2 separate regions of the Mus musculus genome follow, and region 1 is linked to region 2. A link is a contact called in public HiChIP or PLAC-seq data. All regions are on one chromosome and are shown on one strand. The core of a region is the stretch at or near the end of the contact, and the rest is flanking DNA. Distances in the headings are between cores, read along the strand shown.

Region 1 (7,206 bases), core at 3,544-6,043, 120 kb after region 2:
TTGTGGCTCAAGACAGTGTTTTGATTTTTCCTTCTTTCTCTGAGAGAGGGTCTCACGTAGCTCAGGATGGCCTCAAAATTTCTATGTTCAGGACGACCTTGATCCCTTTGACCTTCTACCTGCATCCCCCAATGTGGAGCATTACGTCCAGTTGATGAAGTACCAGGGCCCAACGCAGGCGGTCCTTTGTGCTACCTGAGCACTCTTCCAGATGAGCTACCTCATCAGCTCAGCAAACTTTTAAAAAACATACTTTACTCAATTATTATTATTATTAATTATTATTGAGATGGTCTCACTGTGTAGTCCTGTCTTGCCTGAAACTCCCAGGAACAGGCTGGTCTTGAACTTGTGAACTTGCTTTTGCCTTTGTTGAGGTTGCAGGTGTGTACAACCCCTTTTTTTTTTTTGGTTTTTTGAGACAGGGTTTCTCTCTGTATCCCTGGCTATCCTGGAACTTACTCTGTAGACCAGGCTGGCCTCGAACTCAGAAATCCACCTGCCTCTGCCTCCCAAGTGCTGGGATTAAAGGCGTGCGCCACCACTGCCCGGCTGTATAATCCAATTTTAAGACATATTTAGGAGCTGGAGAGATGGCTCAGAGGTTAAGAGCACTGGATGCTCTTCTAAAGGTCCTGAGTTCAAAGCCCAACAACCACATGGTAGCTCACAACCATCTGTAATGGGATCCGATGCCCTTTTCCTACACATATACAGAAAGAAAGAAAGAAAGAAAGAAAGAAAGAAAGAAAGAAAGAAAGAAAGAAAGAAAGAAAGAAGGAAAGAAAGAAAGAAAGAAAGAAAGGGAGGAAGTGAGTTGGAGTACACACATAAGTAAAAACAATAAATTAAAAAAAAGACATATTTAAAAAAATAGTGTGTGAATATTGCATTACTTTATTTCATATGTACAAAGAACAAAGAAATGACATAAGATACATTATCATCATCATCATTGTTCTGCAGTGTAAAGGCTAGGTTATAAAGTGTGTTTAATTTATTTTAAGATCTGGGTTGTGTGTGTGTTTTAATGTGTAGATGTGTGAGCAATGTGAATGGTGTAGGATCCCACAAAAACAAAGAGGGCCTTAGATCTCCTGGAGTCACAGTCATGTGGATGCTGGCAACCGAACTTGGGTTAAGTGTTACTCTCTCTTAACAGCTGAGCCATCATGCCAGCCCCAGTTTCACTTCTTGACAGAGCGCCTCTCTGTAGTTTCTGCAATAAGAACCTAGCTAAGGCTCCCAGAACTCAACCCCCTTGGGGTGTGGGCCTTTGGATGCCGTCCCTGTCCAGGTGACTGCCAGGTTGTGCACTGTGGCCTGCTTGTTGGGCTCTCTGGGGGACTGAGTCGGGGCAGGAGGAGGCTCGCTAATCCTGTTGTCTGGCATCCTTAGCTGGAGTACCTCACCAACCGCATGAAGAAGGTGGAGGACTACGAGAAGCAGCTCAACAAGCAGCGGGTCTGGGACTGTGAGGAGTACAACACAATCAAGATCAAGCTAGAGCAGGATGTGCAGGTGAGGGCTGCTCTCCTCCCCCGGGATCAGGTGACAGATGTCTCTGTGTGACTCAACTTAGCTACTGCCCCCAGTGTCTCAGAGGCAGCCATTCCCTGCAAAGTATCTATCTACTTTCTTTTATTTATTTTTATTCTTTTGTGGGCAGGGGTAGGGTCTAATGTAGCCTAGGTTGGTCTTGAACTCTCTGTGTAGCCAAGGATGACCCTGAACACCTGAACTTTCTGTTTCTAGCTTCTAAGTGCTGGGAGTTGCAGATGGTTGTGAGCTACCACAGGAGTGTTAAGAACAGGACACACACAGGCTCTCTGCAGGAAGGGACAGTGCTCTAACCACTGAACCATCTCTCTCCAACCTATTAGTTTAACTCTTTTTAAAAATTACTTATTTGTAAACCTTGAACAGACTTTTGTTTTGTTTTGTTTTGTTTTTTGGAGGGCAGGGTTACTCTTTGTAGCCCTGGCTGTCCTGGAACTTGCTCTGTAGACCAGGCTGGCCTCGAATTCACAGAAATCCACTTGCTTCTGCTTCCCAAATATGTTGGGACTAAAGGTGTGTGCCACCATGCCTGGCTTAGTTTAACTCATGCTCTACTGACCTATCTATCTATCTATCTATCTATCTATCTATCTATCTATCTATCTATCATCTACCTCACTAGTCTATCATCTATTGTTTTGGAGGTTGAATTTAGGGCCTCATGCACATTATGTGAATGCTGTACCATGGAGTTTTGTCCCCAGCCTCTCTCTTACTTTTTGAGATAGTCTCAAGTTAGCCCAGGCTGGCTTTGTGACACCCCTGCCTTAGCCTCTGGAGTAGCTGAGGTTGTAGCCTATGCTACTAGGCCCAGCTGGCCCGTGCTCACTTAAAACTGTGAGTCCAGTTCTCACTGAGAGCTGCTGTCTTTAATACTAGGATGTTAATCACACAACACTGAACATGTGCCAGGACAGTGGCTGGGGAATGGAGTCAAGGATGCGATATCCCAGGGCAAATGCCTGTATCCCAGACATTACAGGGTGGAAGAAAAAGGATTAGCAGTTCTAGGTCATCTTTGGCTACATAGGGAGCTGAAGGCCAGCCTAGGCTCCATGAGACCCTTCTCAGAAAACAAGCAAATAAGCAACAATAATCTATGCTTAATATATATCAGTCAAGGATGGCTGGGTTGAGACTAAAACCTGAGCTGACTGACAGTTGGACACTGGTGTTAAAAGTTTGTTAAACATAGAGAGGAAACCAACAATCTGCTGCATAATCATGTCACTGTGCCCTGCAGACGTGGATTGTGGGAGACACAGTCTTCTGTGAGTTGTGTAGGATTTTGGGCTACACTGTCAACAACCCCCATATGCTGCTGCCTCTGGGATCCCAGTGGGAACTGTCTTGCATCTGAGATCTGGTGAAGCCCAATGGGCTGGGGTGGTGTTGTACACTCAGGACACTGGCTGTGCCCAAGGCATCGGTCACTGCCACTGGCATGACAGGCTGCTGATAGATGCTGTATGGGGGCTTTGCTTATAGAATCAGCATATTATTAAATTTTTCCAGATTGAAAAAGAAAAACATGACCCAAGTCGTTCGGCTCCAAGGTTTCTGCACTGTGTTCAGTGAAGTGAGACACTGGAAGTGGTTCACGATGCTAACTGTGGTGCCCAGACAGCTATGGGTTAAGAGCGCTTGCTGCTCTGTGGAAAGCTGGGCTTGGTTCCCAGCATCCCACATGGTGGCCACAGTTTCCTGGAATCCAGGCTGTGGCCTTCACCTGCACGTGGTACACATACATACATGCACTCACTCACACATACACATTAAAAAAGTGGTACTGGAAGTGTTCCTGTGTGTGTGTCTGTCTGTCTGTGTGCACTCACATGTGCCAGTGCATCATGGTGTAGGGATAGATACCAGAGGATATGTAGGACCAGAAATGACTTCCAGAAGTTATTTCTCTCTTTCTTTCCATCACCCCTTAAACATATCTTAAAGGATGGCCATATGTACAGGTCCTGGATTTTTTAAAAAACGAAGGTGCCTTAGTTAGGATTTTCCTGCTGCGAACAGATACCATGACCACCAGGGCAACTCTTTTTTTTTTTTTTTTTTGGTTTTTCAAGACAGGGTTTCTCTGTGTAGCCCTGGCTGTCCTGGAACTCACTCTGTAGACCAGGCTGGCCTCGAACCCAGAAATCCACCTGCCTCTGCCTCCCAAGTGCTGGGATTAAAGGCGTGTGCCACCATGCCCGGCCCCAGGACAACTCTTATAAGGACAACATTTAATTGGGGCTGGCTTACAAGGTTCAGAGATTTAGTCCATTATCATCAAGGTAGGAGCATGGCAGCATCCAGGTAGGCATGGTGCAGGAGGAGCTGAGAGGTCAACATCTTGTTCGGAAGGCAAACAGGAGAAGACTGGCTTCCAGGCAGCTGGGATGAGGTTCTTAAAGCCCACCCCTACAGTAACACACTTTCTCTAGCCAGGCCACACCTACTCCAACAAGAGCACACCTCCTAATAGTGCCACTCCCTGGGCCACCATATTCAAACCATCACAGAAGGCAAAATATATTTTTAAATGTACATTGGAAAATAATTTTTTTGATAAATCTTCCTTTAAGAATGATATTTGCATGTGATAATTTGAATGCAAGGATCACATGCTCATTGTAGTATGGATATAAACACATGCTGTGGCTTGAGAGGTTTGGAGAGTGCTGACCTGTCTCACTGCAGAGTTGTGGGGAGCACAGGGGCTGTCGGGACACCACCACACAGACACTCTGCACTCTCTGTCCCAGAGAGGATCAGAAGAGCCACTGTTGTCACCTCTAGTTCCAAGTGGCTCCAGAGGCCTTCCACTCTGTGTGGTCATGCCTTTCTTCATGTTAACTCATCCAACATGGAACTTTTCTCCTGGACTTGTGTGCTGAGCTATCTCACTGGTCCTTGGCCAGCCCCTGAGCACACGTGGCTTGGGTTCTGATCCAGACTCCTGGGCTATGCCCCAAAAGGTCGTGTTTGGAATGTGACTGGTTTCCATCAAAGACAAAAGAATTGTTCTCAGGAGCCACACTGAACCAAACCAGGTCATCACACCTGAACTAATCCTCCCCTGAGCATCTTCCATGGGTCCTTTGGGCTCTTGTTTCTTGTTAGAACTCTTAACACCAAATGTTAGATGTGGTCGGAAGAGGAGATGTAGGCCCTGGCAGCTCCCTGCCTGTCTGTCACACCTGTGTCTTCTCTGAGGCTGTTCTGAAAGGAGCTCAGTGCTGACAGGGCGTGGTGACAGGGGTGGGTGGGGACAGGACTCCCCACCTGTGGAGCACAAACCACACACTGCTCTTGGCAAAGCCAGTTTTCTGAGAACCTTGGACCTAATCATTTCACTTCTAAGAAATAAGACGTGCTGGGTGGTGGTGGTGTATGCCTTTAATCTCTGCACTCAGGAGGCAGAGGCAGAGGGGCAGAGGGGCAGAGGGGCAGAAGAAAGACAGAGAGAGAGAGAGGCAGAGGCGCAGAGGTGTGCAGAGAGGGGCAGAGAGGGGTAGAGAGGGGCAGAGAGGGGTAGAGAGGGGCAGAAAGGGGCAGAGAGGCAGAGGCAGGTGGAACTCTGTGAGTTTGAGGCCAGCCTGGTCTACAGAGCAAGTTCCAGGACAGCCAGAGGTACACAGAGAAAAATTGTCTTGAAAAAGAAAATTAAAGAAAAAAAAAGGAGAGGAGAGGAGAGGAGAGGGGAGGGGAGGGGAGGGGATGGGAGGGGAGGGGAGGGGAGGGGAGAGGATTCGAGGCAGGGTGTTAGGAGGTTGTTTGGCGAGGGAGTGCTTGCCTAGCAGGCAATAAGCCCATGGTTCAATTTTTGGGGTGTATTTGTAGAGATTGTGTTTGGCATGGTGACTCATGCCCATAATTACAGCTCTTGAGAGGCTGAGGCAGGTGAATTCCTATGAGTTTCAGGCCAGCCTGGCCTAGGTAGTGAATTTTAGGTTGTCATAGGCTGCATGTTATATGTGTAATTTATACTAGCATTATTTTATAGTAGTGAGAATGATCAAACAGCAAACACAGCTATAGGGAAGTGGTAAACATTGTTATATGGTGAACAGCTATTTACTATGTGATTAAAGAATATGTAAGATTATTTTATACTTTTACTAATAACATTTTTTGGGATTAGTAACAGTATAAAAGAATTTTACCAATATAGAATTTCCTCATATTACTTAAAGTATTTGTATTTTATTTTCAGTTATGTATGTGTGTGTCTGTGTGTATGTGTGTGTCTAAGTCTCTGTGTGTCTGTGTGTGTGTTTGCCTGTGTGTATGTATCTGTGTGTGTCTGTGTGTGTATGCCTCTGTGTGTGTATGTATATGTGTGTGTCTGTGCGTGTGTGTGTCTGTGTATGTGTCTCTGTGTGTGTATGCCTCTGTGTGTGTGTCTCTGTGTGTGTGTGTCTGTGTGGATACATGCATGTGAGTGGTGGCCAGAGGCGTTAGACTGCTGCAGAGCTGGGCTATGCATGTATAGATGTGTGTATTCATGCATGTATGTGTGTACCTATGCATGTAGACATACATGCGTGTATTGTGTATTTACTTTTAAAATTTACACCAGATTCTTGAGCAACAGCTTCAGCAGATGAAAGCAACTTACCAGCTAAACCAAGAGAAGCTGGAGTACAACTTTCAGGTCCTGAAGAAGAGAGATGAAGAGAGCACAGTGATCAAGTCCCAGCAGAAGAGGAAACTGAACCGGTGAGCCGGAGTGTGGGTGGGGAGTGGGCGGGCCAGTGGTGAGTTGAGGGGAGTGGTGAGTGGGCAGGCAGGTGGTGAGTGGGTGGGGAGTGGGGAGTGGGTGGGCGGGTGGCAAATGCCCGGGTGAGCAGGTGGTGAGTGGATGGGCGGGTGTTGAGTGGGTGGGTAGACCGGCTTGCTTTCTGGACCTTTTGTGGTGGCCCCCAGGCATGGGTAAATGGTTTTTTCTTCTGAAGGGGGAGAAAAAGTCAGGCCATGGTGAGAGGGGACAAGCGCGAGGGGTCACCTTCATCCAGTGGGCTCAGCTGCCCCACTCTGCTTTCCTCCTCTCAGCCTGCACGATGTCGTCAACAATCTGAGAACAAAATACACCAAGCAGATACGGCAGTTTCAGGATGACAACCAGTCCCTGACCTCCGACTACAAACGGCTTGTGACGCAATTCAAGGACCTACAGAAAGCCTTGAGGTGTCCTGGCGATTGAGTCTTTAGGACCTGCCTTGGACGGGTGGTGGTGGTTGGGAGGGCGACTTGGCAGGGGCTCAGTAGCAGTGATTTCACTAGACATGAGCTCAGCAGCTTGTTTTGAGCCAGCCCAACGCTTAGGACCTTCTCGTGTGTGTCACTAGTCCACCCTATTCCTTGTTGAGACAGCTGCATATTATCCCAGGCCGGGTGTTGGGGATTTGAGATTCTTCTTAATGTTCTCATCCTATTAACAACTGGGGGCACTGCGGCTAAGACACCGCTGCTCCAGTCTCCAGCATGTGACAAAGTGACACTCATAAGGGATGACATCAGAGCTAAAGTCATAGGAAGGTCACTCTGCTAGAGAGCCAGCCAGAACAGGGTGTTCAGAAAGGTGGCAGAAGACAGTCCCTCGGAAGATGGGGGGGGGGGGGGCGACACCCATAGCTCACAGGACTGAGA
Region 2 (6,840 bases), core at 3,924-6,423:
GAAATTATACTTTTATCTGCTCCGGTATCAAGGATGCCTTCAAACTCTTTTCCGTTGATCTTAAGGCGGAGCTTAGGTCTATCATTCAAAGATACAACCAAATAGGCAGAATCATTTCCCGAGGAGCCCATTTTCTTTATCTCAGGTCCTGCAAATTTCTCCCTGGTATTATCAGGGAGGAGCAGCAGCTGAGCTATCCTATCTCCTTTACTAATAGAAAAAACGCCCTTAGGGCTTGAGCACAGGACCTGTATTTCAGGGGAATGTTGACAATCCATAACTCCAGGGTGGACTACTAAGCCCTGCAAGGTGAGTGAACCCCGGCCGAGAATAAGGCCCATGGTTCCCGGGGGCAAGGATGGTATAGGCTCCACTGGCACCGGCTGAATACTCATTTGAAGCATTAATAGGAAGTCGGAGGCGGCACGCAGGTCCACCCTTGTGGGTCTTCCTGGGTCGCCTCTCTGACTGCTTCCTGGGTCCTGACAAACCGGTTCCCATATCTTTGAGGGCCCTGGGACCGAGCGCCCGATGACCCGTTTTTTGGCACATAAGCTGATTGATTATCAGGTGGGGGAAGGATTCTGCCCTTTATATCCCTCACAGAGCGACACTGGTCGGCTCTATGATAACCCTTGCCACACTTAGAGCAAAGAGTGAGAGTCCCTCCCTGTTTATCTGGAGCTCTGCAATCTTTCTTAAGATGCCCAGGCTTTCCGCAGTTAAAACATGTCCTCTGATCATTTCTGCCCATGGAGCGGTTTTGGGATTGAAGGATGGCGGCCGCTAAGCCTGCATTGGTGAGAGGTCCCCCAAGCTCCCGACAAACCCTGAGCCAGTCTTGTAAGCCTTTGTTCTTTCTTGGGGCTATGGCCGCTCGGCACTCCTTTGTGGCTTGCTCATAAATGAGCTGTTCTACCAGAGGTGCGGCTTGCTCTGAATCTCCAAAAATACGCTCTGCTGCCTCTGTCATTCTGGCTACAAAATCTGAGAAGGACTCCTGAGGTCCCTGGACGATCTTTGTTAGTTGTCCAGTGGCTTCACCTGCTCGGGAGAGCGCCTTCCAGGCCCTAATAGCCGTGGAGGAAATTTGGGCATAAGCTCCCCAATGGTAGTTTGTTTGATCAGCAGAATAAGCTCCCTGACCCGTTAACAAGTCAAAAGTCCAATCTCTCTGCTCTGGAGTCAAAGCAGCTGCGTTTGCTCGGGCCTGCGCTTGTGCAGCCTCTTGCCATAGAGCTCTCCATTCCATATATTTGCCCATACTAGGGAGAGCGGCTTTTACAATCGTTTGCCAGTCGGCAGGAGTTAGTGCCATGTCGGCAAGCCTGTCTAACTGCACCAAGGTAAAATTAGCATTGGTTCCATATTTACGGACCGACTCGGCAAGCTCTTTAATCTGCACATATTCTACCGGAGCGTGGACACGCCCACCCTCGGCTCCTTCAAAGACCGGAAATGGCTGTTGTATTTTCCTTTGTTCCTCTCTGGGAATGAATGAGTCTGCGCATTGCCTCTCTGCGCAGGGCTGACGCACTACGCAGGGCGGGGGCTCCGCATAGGGCGGAAGTGCACCTTGAAGCCGACTGCCCGGAGGCCAAGCAGCAAACTGGCCTTCGCCAGCCGCTTTTGGCTTTTTCCTTAACTGATTAGCTAGCACTTTATCTGGCTGGTACCCTTTTCTCTCATAATGAGCTGCTTCCTCCTCCAAGTCTGTTTCTTCAGAGGAGAATTCTTCATCTGCTTCAGAGCTACTAAGAGCTGGCTCCTTGAGCTCATCTAGTGATGAGTATAGGCTCCTTCTCCTAGAGACCTCCGCTAATTGATCTTTTTTTTTTTCTTTTTTCTTTTCCTTCCTTCTAATCTCTCCCCAGGTATTCTTACCTGACCTAAACTTTTCCTCGGGTTCAAGACCCTTGGAAAGGCCTGTATACTTATTTTGTGAACCATATTTCCTCTTTGCTCCTACTCTCTCTCCCCGCTTTACTTCTGATAGATTGCCCTGAATTTCATCCAGAATTTTTAGCCCTACCTTAATCACTTGATAACATGTGAAAAAGAACAAAAAGGCTCCTAACACTAGAAAAAGTTCAAGGCCAAACATACCTTGTAAAGCTATTTCCCACTTTACTTCTGATAGACTGTCTTGAATTTCGTTAGAAAGTTTAAGACCAGACTTACCTTGTAAAGCTGTACTCACTGGTACCCCTGTTCCCCAGCTGAAGAGTTCTGAATTCATGCAGTTGAATCCTTCTCAACAGTCTGTTTTATGGGAACACTTCATTACCATGACCCGCAGTTCTGGTTCTGGAATGAGGGATCTTCCTTGCGCCGGTGATGGTTAACTCCCGTCCCGAGTTTTCTTGTCCTGGGTTTTTTCGTCCTGGGTTCTTTCTTCCCGGATTTCGGCACCAACTCTTACACGCGTTCACGCGACCGGCCAGGAAGAACGCAACAAACCAGAATCTTCTGCGGTAAAAACTTTATTATTTACATCTTCAGGAGCAAGAGTGCAAGAGCCCCCCAAAAGCAAAAACGAAACCCCGTCCCTCTTAAGGAGAGTTATCCTTCGCCTAGGACGTATCACTCCCTGATTGGCTGCAGCCCATGGCCGAGTTGTCGTCACGGGGAAGGCAGAGCACATGGGGTGGAGAACTACCCTTGGCACATGCGCAGATTATTTGTTTACCACTTAGAACACAGCTGTCAGCGCCATCTTGTAACGGCGAATGTGGGGGCGGCTTCCCACAAGAGACCTTAAGGTCTGGCAAGATGGCTTAAAGGGTAAAGGCACTTTGGTGCCAAGCCTGATAACATAAGTTAGATTCCCCACAACTCACAAGTTGGGAGGAGAAAATCAACTGTGGAAAACTGTCTTCTGATCCATCCATGCTCACTCTCCCCCACAAATACATGTTATTAATTAAAAAAAAAAACTGGGGCAAAGTGAAATTGAATTGTTGAAGATCCCTCAGATAACAAGTATAAGATGACAAAGGCCAGACAAAGTTCTGTATTATTTCTGTTTAAGATCTCAGGATTTATAATTGATTCTAAGTTTTAACAACCATCCACACAGGAGAGGCAGTGAACCGCAACTACTCGCTGTCACAAAATTTAAAGCTGTGGGGCTGGAGAGATGGCTCAGTAGTTAAGAGTGCTGACTGCTATGCAGAGAGGACCAGGGTTCCTCCTGAGCACCCACGTCCTGAAGCTCACAACCGCCTCTAACTCCAGCTCCAGGGACACGAGATGGCCCCGGTCTCCTCAGGCACCTATACTTACGTGCACATACTCACACACATAATTAAAGGTAACAAGAGTCCTTTAAAACATTCAAAATTGTTCTTTAAAAAAATATTTCCTAGATTGCCTTTGGGGCAGGAGGATCATGAGTTTAAGTCAACATTGGCTACAGTGATTCTTCTTACACCTCAGCTCTCCAGAAAGCTGGGATTGTAGGGGTCCACAGCCACACTCAGCTCTGGTAGGGTGGTAATGGGGAAGGGACTGGTAAGGGTGGGTGGGACTGGGAAGAGAGGAGGGAGGGGGGTTGTGAGCCGATGTAAAGTGGATAATAAATGTGTAGCTCATGTACTGTTATTAGTTTGCAGTTGTGTAAGTTTTTAAAAAATTACTTTTTATTTTACACGTATGGGTGTGTGTTTGCCTGCATCCTGTGCATGCAGTGTCCTTGAAGGCCACAGGAGGGCATCAGATTCGCTGGAACTGGAGCTACAGATGGGTGTGAGCCACCTCTGGGAGTTGAACTCAGGATCTCCAGAAGAGCAGTCATTACTCTTAACGGCTGAGCCATCTCTCCAGCCCTATCCTGTCACTTTTAAATGTTTTTCCACAAGTAGTTAAAGTATTTTAAGTATGGTTTGTATTTCAGATGGAATGGTGCAAGGCTCATATTAAAAAAAAATTGATGACAAGATTCTTTTTGTCATATTTATATTGACTAGAAAAACTACATAGCAAAGATTTTATGTTGGTTTAATGGACACTTTATATGCATCATCTCATTAAGAACTGTACATTTTAGAGGTGGGTGTGGTGGCTCACACTTGATATTGATAATATTGTCATGAATCTGAGGTTAGTCTGGGCTGAATAGTGAGTTCCAGGCTAGCTAGGAGCTGGTATGGGATCCTGTCTCAAAAAAGCCGGAAACTGTGCTTAGCATATCTTAGGTCCTGACAGCAATTTGTTAAGTGAATGACTCCAAGGAACTTAAGTGGAGATTTCAAATTAATTGCCCTCATTCCAGGGAACAAGGGAACTATTAGACTCACTGATAATCTGTTTCTAATAGGGCTATATTTCTAATTGGGCTAACCATTTCCAACCAAATAAGTGCTTCTGGATAGGCATTGTAATTTGAATTTCTTGCTGGTACTGGAGAATACACAACTCCGGACTGTGTGCTAAGGGAAATGGGGCAAATGCCTCTCATCTCAAAGTTAATGGGTTGGCGATGATGTATGCAAAATTCTCTGCACGTAAGGCACGCAATAAAAAGTAGCAATTATTAAACATTTCCTATTATTAGACACATATTAACCACTGGTGACGTGTTCTTTCTACAATGCACTGGGCCCTAGTTGTAAAATCACTCCTTGTAAACACAGGGCCCCGTCGAGATTGAGAGATCAATGGTTTTATGGGGGAATCGAGGAGACTTAAGCAATTGGAATTCGCACCGGCTGAACCAGTGGAATTTGACGAGGCAGTCCAAGGTTCACAAGCATCATGGATCAGAAGGGACTGATTTTCAAGTCCCTTTGGATTACTCGATGTTTCCCGTTCGCCCGACATCATCATTTCAGGATCCCGAAGCTCCAGGCGCTCACAGCCCGCTGTGGCACACACCTGCCTCCGCCCTTCCCCTCGAACGCCCCCGTACACACTCACCCGGGCCACAAGATTATGCGAGCATCCCACACAATCACTCGGGGTTCCTATAGCAGAGACAAGAGCAAAGGCTGCTGGGAAGTTGACCTTTCACTCCTCCTCTTACTTCAGTTCACCTATTTTGACTCTGGCAAATGAAGCGACGAAGACGGTAGGAGGGGCGGGACTTGGCGATGGCCATCCCGTGCCGATTGGATTGAGGCGGTGCTGGGGGCGGGCCGTGTAAGGGGCGGTGTCCCTACCCGCGGGAGCCGCGGGGCTGCGCTTGCGCACTGGGTGCGCTACGCGTGCGCGGTGGGCGGAGCGCGCCTCTACCTTCTTTACCAGCCCAGGCTTTCCTAGCTCTGCACAACGCCGTGTGCTGCTCCTGTTTCATTGCCCTGTCGCGCAGTGTCGCTGCCGCTGCGGAGTGGGCGTTCAGTTTTCGGGTCGTCATGGCTGGCTACGAATACGTGAGCCCAGAGCAGCTGTCGGGCTTTGACAAGTACAAGGTAGAGAAGGCGAGCAGGCGGTCGCCCATCTCCCCCGCGCCCGGGCCGCGCCCTGGCCGGCGAGGGGCCGGCGCGGTCCGTGTCACCTTGCGCCTGCCGCGTGGCGCGCCGGCGGGCGTTGTTGAAGGGGATTCTGGGGGCGGGAGGTCGCGGTCGGGAAGCTTGGGAGCATCCTAGGCCGGCCGCCCGGTCTTGGCACCCCGCGGGAGACTGCCTTTTCCTTAGAGAGTGGGGTGAAGAAATTCCTTTCTCTCCTTTTCCTTATTAATTGTCACTGCGGCGGGTTTTCAGCCTTTCCCAGAGAGGGTGTTGTTCCCTTCTTTTGGTCGTCGTTTGAATGAGCTTCTCACATGCCTCTCAGTGCTTACAACTTCAGAGATCTGGATGGTCTTTTAGCGGATGCTAAGGGAGGGAAGTGACTTTTTCAGGCCTTAATGCAGATGCACTCCACCCTACCCCTGGAAAAGGGCTTTCACTGAGGCTCGTAGCGCTGGCACTGCAGGTTAAGACGTTGTGCACTAGAAGAAACTGTATAGTGCAAAGAGCGCGCGGGCTTTGGAGTACATAGAAACGCGATGCCAAAGTCAAGTTTCTTCTTTTGGCTTTGGACGAGTCGTTGAAACCCTACTCAGCCTCTCTTTTAGGCTCTTTAGCCTAAGTGTGAGTTTCTCTTGTGCTTAGTATATTGGAAAGGGTTGAAAAGAGTCTGGCACGGCATGAACCCCCAAGAAATGCTGGTGGTTCCAGCATTCTGGGGTTGCAAAATACAGATTTAGTAGTCCCCCCAGGGAACTACTGGCCATCCAGGTGTCTTAATGTGAAATAATGAGGTTTGGTGTTTCATCTTTGGTAAGCCTTTCTTGAGGGCAATCTGTTCCTTTATGAAATTAGTGTGTGCCGAATAGAATGTCCAAATGATGAGGCTAGTCCTGTGGGTAGTAGTCATCCAGGAAACATTTGTGCAATGAATTAATATTTTGGGGGGAAAAATCTTCATTTTGTTTAACTGAAATAGAAAAAAAAAAACCCAGGGGCTTTAGAAGGCCCTAGGATATTCTTCTTTGAAGCAGTGTTGGACCATACTATTCTGAATTAAGGTGGTGACTTACCTTAAAACTGTAACTGGGAAGGAAGAAATTGCAGAGCTTTCTTAGTGGCTTGGGTCAGAAGGCTGTTAACCCAGATACCTCCTGTGTGTGTTTGCATCACCCTCTTGGTTATCTGTGCTGCACTGCAAAGATTGGCAGCCAAAATATTTTCTTCGAAAATGAGTCTTGACTTTTAGAGCAAGTTTTTATAAAGTGGCAGCTTTATTCAGTGAGCCTAGTTTTCCTCACCGTCTTCTCTAGGTTTATAGTCCCAGCTAGATAAAAGTCTTATTTTATCGGACATCTCGGTGTGGTTTTCTGTGGCTGTCCCTTCCTTATCTGAC

Evidence for each region. HiChIP or PLAC-seq counts read pairs in DNA pulled down with a chosen protein or histone mark.
Region 1: a BATF HiChIP or PLAC-seq map of CD8 T cells shows a contact between it and region 2, with 9 read pairs. The contact joins the enhancer-like site here to the promoter of Selenoi in region 2. A contact is called at or near these places in 9 of 39 promoter capture datasets (the C10 cell line, the HPC-7 cell line, cancer-associated fibroblasts and 6 more), 8 of 15 datasets of contacts at CTCF or cohesin (CD8 T cells, the NIH/3T3 cell line, embryonic stem cells and 4 more), 6 of 484 Hi-C or Micro-C datasets (bone marrow-derived macrophages, embryonic stem cells and reprogramming fibroblasts), 49 of 115 datasets of contacts at active chromatin or transcription factors (the 230-238 cell line, CD8 T cells, DN3 thymocytes and 38 more) and 3 of 9 other capture datasets (adipose tissue, liver and pancreatic islet).

The regions. Positions count from the first base shown.
Region 1 is chr5:30,349,003-30,356,208 of GRCm38.p6, forward strand. It overlaps Drc1 (dynein regulatory complex subunit 1), which reads left to right. Exons shown (of 17, transcript NM_001033460.4): 7 at 1,399-1,521; 8 at 6,137-6,276; 9 at 6,610-6,744. Among named protein-coding and RNA genes, the nearest start is that of Drc1, 71 kb to the left of the region's middle. Within about 2 kb of position 4,794, at least 22 of the 459 cell types and tissues checked have an H3K27ac peak or open chromatin away from gene starts, as enhancers often do. A contact at or near this core is called in the 230-238 cell line, CD8 T cells, DN3 thymocytes and 4 more, where this site is marked.
Region 2 is chr5:30,227,408-30,234,247 of GRCm38.p6, forward strand. It overlaps Selenoi (selenoprotein I), which reads left to right and starts at 5,174. Exons shown (of 10, transcript NM_027652.3): 1 at 5,174-5,408. The coding sequence starts at 5,352.